Regions from separate parts of the Zea mays genome. Here region 1 is linked to region 2. Evidence: chromatin contacts called from public Hi-C data. All regions are on one chromosome and are shown on one strand. Each heading gives the region's core, a stretch centred on a gene start, on an enhancer-like site or on the middle of the called end of the contact. The rest is flanking DNA. Distances are from core to core; before and after follow the strand shown.

The links. Hi-C and Micro-C count contacts between places; a contact is called where the count stands out from the background.
Region 1: a contact with region 2 is called in a Hi-C map of endosperm, with 3 times the contacts expected there. The contact joins the promoter of LOC732788 here to the enhancer-like site in region 2. A contact is called at or near these places in 2 of 25 Hi-C or Micro-C datasets (endosperm and leaf).

What each region holds. Positions count from the first base shown.
Region 1 is chr8:96,773,179-96,776,709 of Zm-B73-REFERENCE-NAM-5.0, reverse strand. It overlaps LOC732788 (DRE-binding protein 1c), which reads right to left and starts at 1,512. Exons shown (of 3, transcript NM_001305945.1): 1 at 1,299-1,512; 2 at 338-390.
Region 2 is chr8:96,694,521-96,698,136 of Zm-B73-REFERENCE-NAM-5.0, reverse strand. No RefSeq gene overlaps it. Among protein-coding and RNA genes, the nearest start is that of LOC103635581, 22 kb to the left of the region's middle. Within about 2 kb of position 1,311, at least 17 of the 20 cell types and tissues checked have an H3K27ac peak or open chromatin away from gene starts, as enhancers often do. A contact at or near this core is called in endosperm and leaf, where this site is marked.

The DNA.
Region 1 (3,531 bases), core at 263-2,762, 78 kb before region 2:
CAAGTAAAAACACACCACAGCACAAGGGTAACTCACTCATCAAGCACACAACACTATCAGTCAAAGACTGCTAGTGATAGCTCAGATGCTCTAGCAGAGAGCAACCAGATATAGAACAGTTAAAACACACCACAGATTAGAGGCCAGCAGTCGTGAATCTCCCTGGGGTTTCTGCTGTACCAAAATCTGGCACTCATTCAAGGCAAGAGTAGGGCCTCCTGCTGAAACATAAACTGTTATTGTTATTTGTGTGATTGTGTTTTATAGGGCCAGGCCTAGTGTGGACTCATATCAGTCAATATTTCCTTTTCACAAGAGGTGATCAAAGCAGTCATACCTACTGTTCTGATGGAACCATGCACCACAGCACTGCCCTCTGCTCCATATGCTCTATAGATTACCGATAAGACAAGACAAATAGACATAGTACGTATCAGATAGTGGATTAAGGAAAACTAACAACAATAGAATTTGACAACATACAGAAACAAAGTTAGCAGCAAGTTAGGCACGCTCTACAAGCTTCCAAGTATACACGTTTCTGTGGAGATGATGCACACTGTACTGCCACTCAGTACGATGCAAACAATACTCATAACCTGAAGATCAAATAATATGAACAATACTCACAGCTCTGAAGCTTAAGCCTATATCTACACCGCTATAAATACCCAAGATAGGCTTCTAAAACCACATCTTACAGCAGTTGATACCCAGAATAAAGTTTCTAGTAGATTAAACATACGATTCCAGCTTTCAACATGACAAACAAGCAACAGCATGAGCTTCCCCCTATTTTAAGGGCGCCATACTATGCTCAACCATACAGGAACTAGCAATCATCCACTGCAGTCAAATTAGAATGACAAACAGGACAACGATCCCCATTTAAAGCCCTTTACCCCAATTCCACACCAACGAAAAATACCTCAACCACCATCCTATGGGCCCAAATTACACGGACCACCACCAGAAACCCTAATTCCGGAATTGCTAGGGCACAATGGCACAATCCGACAAGGAAATCCCACAACCCTCACCAAGGGGCATCTTACGGATATAATTTCCCAGAACCCTAATTAAAAATCTCGACAAGTGAACCGACCAGTACCCCTCGAAAATTTACCAACCTATGAGCCCCAAAAAAAAATTCCACAGATACCCGTTCCCCGCCAGACGAACATGGGCAGTCAAATTGAGTGGCTCGAGAGTTAAAATCCCAACATCCTCAAACCCTAGTCGGCTAATCCTCTAGCATACAAGTAAATCGAAAGAAGTATCTGGAAGGCTGATCTCACCTTCCGGGCTGCAGGGCCGGGGGCTGCATCGGCATGGCATGGTTCTGATCCAGCGTCATGGCCGCTCCAAAGATGGCCACTGGGTTCCTAGCGTTCGCTATCTCGCTGGCTGGTGTGTAGTGTGTTCTTGTTGGAGTCGATAAGACCCGCGAGATGTCTAGAAGAAAAGTCAGGAGAGGGAGGAGAAAGACGAGAGAAACCAGAATCCAAAAGCCCGTTGTGAGGCGGTCCGCCGGCTATTTATAAGCCGGTCTCGACGCGTTCCGTGGTCCCCATTTTCCGTGGAAAAAATATCTTTGGATTCTCGCGGCCGGTCACGGGTTCGGTCGCGTGGGTTCCGTGTGTCAGTGGAACAGAACAGGCTCACGTGGACGTGGTGTATTGAAGTGAGAGCGAGCTGACGTAAGGCGTGCGCTGGATCGGAGGTGCGGCTTTCGCTTTGCGTGGAAGGATCTGGAGACTTGGCGCCGAAGCAAACTCGGTTGAGGGCTTGAGGCCAGTCGCTTGATACTAGCTCCAACAAGGGACCCTAAAGGGTTCTGTACCCTAAATATAGAGGATCGAATGGTATTCTACGTCTCTAGTAGCGTCCTCTAAACAGTTCTCTAAATTTAGAGGACGCTGCTGGATTCTCTATATATAGAGTTCCTCTAAACGATCTTCTATCCATTTTAATACTTTAAATAACCGGTTTAGCAAAACTAAAATATGTATAATACATTTGAGAGTATGACAAATACGTAGGTACAAAAAATAAAAATAAAAAATGTTTCTAATATAGATATTTGAGTATAGAGGATGTGATTTAGAGGACGTTGTTGGAGAGGAAGGAGATATAGAGGGTGAAATCTTTTAGAGGAGACTGTAAAGGACGGATATAGAGGATGAATATAGAGGACGTTGCTGGAGACAGTCTCAGACTCTCGTGCGCTGGTTTGGTTGGAGACGTGAACATTTTGCCTGACCAAAACCGTTGCATGAAAGTTATTCGAAAAGTTTGTGTTTTTTTTTCAAGTCAGATATAAGTGGGAAAAATATGTATTTGGTTGGTACCTAGAGCTGATGAAGCCCAAATATGAGTTGCAGTATGCTATAACTTTAACTGATCAAATAATATAAGGATAAATATATTTTTTTGGTAAACAATATAAGTATAGTCATAATCTAGATTTAAAATAAATTTGAATATTGATGAACAACAGAAGATCCTTTCCATGCGTTGGTGAACAGCGACATGATCAGCGTCATTTGTTGGCACAATTAAAAAAATTAGGGTGGTAGTTAATTGATAGTAAAAAGTTTGCACGGTTGTTGTTAATTAACGTGAGTCAATTTTGATGTTTTACAAAATTATAATTAAAATGTTGTTAAAATGTAATGTTAGATCTAATTTGTTTCTATTAAATTCAAAGTATATGAGCAATTAAGACTTTGGATCGATTTTCCAGGTATATAAGAGACATCGTGACACAACTATCTCTTATATTTTTTTCTAATTAACCTCTTAGACTTCTCAGACCTAATATTAAATAAAGTTGTACATGTCCTAATTTTGTCGATGTTGGGGATTAGTTTCGTTGTGAAATGTTAACGTGTCCCTTCAAATGTTTTGGACAATCAGCGGTGGTGCATCTTTTCGGCTGCTCCGGTGGTGACGGTGTGCCTATATCAGTGATGGTTTCTAGTTCTGTTTCTCAACAAAGAAGCCAAAAAGATGTGAACCAGAAATAAGCAAGACCGATTCGTCTATAGCCTTCAAATATGGTTTTACATGGGCTATGCAGAAACCTTGCTTTCAACGACACTTTCGATGGCAAAATTATGCATGCTCGTCTCTCGCACGAGAAAGTAGAACGAGACACTTTTATTTTTATTTTCAATCATCCATCGCGGTGGCGAGAATAAACAGATAGAAAAAGTTCAGGATTAACGAACTCGATGGAAAAATCTAGGAAATCTAGAGTAAATCTCACAAAAAAGGTACAACGAACTTTTCACTTTTCAAGACCATCACAATAGTGGAGTTTTACCAACGAGCTTTGCATAACCGTAATTTTGTTTACGGACCGATTGGATCCTTCGTTTTTGAAGGAATTGGCATCTACTTAATAGAATAGTCTATTTATTTGGATTTTGACATTTCATCATTTTCTAAATACATATAAGTATCTTAAATTTATAGGACGAGAGGGTAAAATTTAGTTTTATTTATCAGTAGTCTATGTTTCTACTC
Region 2 (3,616 bases), core at 62-2,561:
GGACTAGTTTAACTTTGGTTAGAAGGAAAAATCTACTGATAATAGTATAAACCATAATATATTTATAAAGATATGTTTTATGTTACAAATAGTGTCATCACTGCTTAGGCAATTTTATTACGAAGCTAACGCAATTGGAACGGAGTAAAACGAAATTAGTATGAGGAAGCTATGATTTTTTGAATTCATGGATTTATTTTTGTACATAATAATCAATTTCCTGATTTGGTTACAGTTAACAAAAAAGGGTTGGACAACGACCACTATTTTAATAAAGCGGGTTACTTTAGGAATGTCATGATCGAAGGTGTATGTGTATTCATCTTCATATACGAATGGACTGCAGGTTACTTTTCATATTTCCCAGGGTCTCTTCAGGAAAATGCCATGATCGAAGTGGTATCAACCCATATTGGCCACCAGATCAGCGACACACGGTGCAGATTTAAACATCCGAGCGCCGAACTAGTACGTGTTCTCGGTCCTCAGATCACAATCTAACGCTCCACATTTAAAATATTGTGATCTTCTCTCGACCCTACATTCGCCGATCAATGACTGTGACTCCATCACGAAAGGGTAAATGACGTATTTTAATCTGGCTCGTTCGAGGATGAACCAACGGCCACACCCGTGTCTTCGTCCTCACGACCGTGACCAGACGACCACGGCGGCCCCATAACCCTGGCCGAGCGACACCGGCAAGGCTTCCCCCCCCCCCCCCCCCCCAATTAGACCACCAGCACCCCAAAGCCTACCCTAGCTAACACAATTTCATGCCGAGAGCCAAGGAGAAATCCATACCATGTATTAAGTTGCGCCAAATGCTGGCCACGGCGAGCGGCGTTCCTCAGCAGGCGTGCTCCTCTGATGAGGAATTCCCCTGGTTTCAGTTGATCCCGCGTCCTCTAACGACCATCCAAAGCTTCGTCGTGATCTCACGATGCACACAGACCACCCACTGAGGCTGGAGAATCATCCCTGGGGTTGATCAATGGCGGCGGACTAACCTCACTTTTTTTGGCAATGGAGCGATGTGAGACCCCGAGTTACCTTGCATCGGCGCATTGGGTTAAGAGGACGAGGAGGCTGCGGCGCCCGTGATTTATACCCCAACTATGAAGTACGAGCTAGGAAAACAAGAAGTGAGATCCCTGGGCGGGGGGTCAGTATTCTGTTGTGACGACTTCGTTGGGGAGACGAACCTGATAGATGTGGCCCACACGGCAGCGGTTGAGATAGCGCGGATGGTGAGTAGAGGGTGACGCAGAGGGCCCACCTGTCATTGGCTTCGAGCAAGCGTAGGCGAGCGGCGTCCACGTTGTGCGAGGCTGACATGGGTGGTCCAGCCGTCATTATCTTGGCGTCCAAGGCCCACGTCATTGTCTTGGCATCCAAGGCCCACACGACAGACCGCACAGGGATGCTCGGCTGGGCCGATTGGGTGGGAAGGGGGAGATGGGCCAGACGGGAGGATTTGGCCCAGCAGGCTTTATCTTTTCTTCTTTTTTCTTTTTCATCATTTTCTGTTTTAGATTTCTATTTTATTTTCTACTTGAATTTTTCAAGGTTAGTCAATGCTCAAATTTAGAACAAATGCACAAGCACAATAAATCTGGCATGCAATGTAAACTTTTATTTAATTGTTTATTTATCATTTCCATCTATGCAAATGCTCTTAAGCATTCACACCAAACATTATTTACTTTAGGCAAATAATCTATGAGGTGTAGTATTTATAAAAAAATACTTGAACACATACTTTTATAGAGACTTTCTCCAAATGTATTATGTCATATCCTACAGAAGGATCCTCACATATTTCCTACTTTCTTTGACCACAAAAGAAAGTCAGACTTAAGTTTGATCTATTTTTTAGAGCAACTTTGAAAGAAATTCTTATTAGAATGTCAAAAATTCTTGAAAGGAAATTTTGGGTGTTACACATTGTTTCGCATCGTTTGAACTGCACATTGCACTATTTGTATAGTGTAGTTTGAATATGGGTATGAGTATGGATAAGCTGATGGAGATAGTTATAAGCGCAGACCTCCATGTGCGGGCCTAGATCCCGCTTACTTTTTCTTTCACCGCTGCCGCTTTTTGCTCGGTGGTTTTTTCACATGCGAGATAATGTGTTTGTTTCAGCTTTTTTTAGCTGGCCGCTAAAAGCTGGTGTGGACTATCAAACACCTAGTTGTTGGCACCAATCTGGGCACCAAACACTAGGGGTGTACTGCCCGACAGTGCCCTCTGTGGCAGCATAGACGGTCCGCGACCTCGTTGTAGGAGCTTCTCCTTCCCTGCATCGCTCCGGACGGTCCCATATAGATTTGTATTATTTTGCCTTCTCCCAAGCTCAATTTGCTTTTAAGTACATGTGCTCATTTCTCATATTAGATGATGTTAGTCTAAACAAAATGTGTTGAGCATTTAATCACCAAAACAGTATAGGAATGGCCCAAGGGCACATTTCCCTTTCAATCTTTTTCAAAGTGCATCCTCTCTCAAAGGAGCAGGAAGGTTTCAATATAGAACAAAATCCCCTGGACTAAACCATCTAGGAATCTCGGTAGCTTCCCACCGGTTTTCATTTTCAAAAACAGCTACTGGACTTCTCGTCCACTATAGCTCACGGCTCAACCGACAGACCTTTTAAAACTACTTTGCAAAAGCATTTTTGGAAAACAAAACATTAATTGTCAAATCTATGCCATGACTCATCCATATTTGTGGACATAGACTATTCAAATAGGATTTTGACTCTACGCAGAGGTCTACACTTTACCCACTAGTATGGCTCTACGATCTCATGACCAATGAGACCCGAAACCGAAACTCTCTCTTCCCTTGCACAACTTTACCTTGGCGGTTATACCGAAAGGAATAAGGCCACCTCCATGCCCAAACTAGGACAAAACATCCCCCCTCCTTGCCCTCCCGGTGCTCCCAAGCCACCATAACCCTAGGGCAAAGACCATGCAAGTTCGGATCAAGCGAATGCCCATATAGTCTCGAGTGGTTGTACTTGATAAGAGTATAGGTAAGGAGTGATGACAAACCGGTCCTTATGCGAGAGGGGACAATGCTTCATGCTCACACCTAACCCGGCTGAGCCATCACCTTAAGGCCCTCCCCAAATGAGGGAGTTCCTGATCATCCCACTCAAAGGTGATAAGGATGATAACCATTCATCATACCCATTTTGAAAAAAAAAAGCATTTTCTTTTGAAAACTCACACCTTTTCTCAATCATTTTGTAACAAAAATGACAAGGAGTATAAAGATGAATTGCGGCAAAGTTCTAAGGCTGGGTGACCATATTAACATGTCTCTTAGCAGCAAAATCATATAATGCATAAAATAACAGGCTGAGGGTTGTGTTTGAAAAAACGTAGACACTTTATGCATCAAAGGCATCCAGTGAGCTTGTTGTGCTTTAACTAGAGAAAGGGCGAGAGCTCATGGGACTGGCTTCTAGCTCCACCGTCTGGCATAGACTTGAAGAATTGGCCTTCACAAGACGAGACAGATGCTCCAATAACTATGCAGCATGAACAAGCAAACATACAAACCAACACGTATATCAACAAATACTTATTATAGTGGTCAGGAA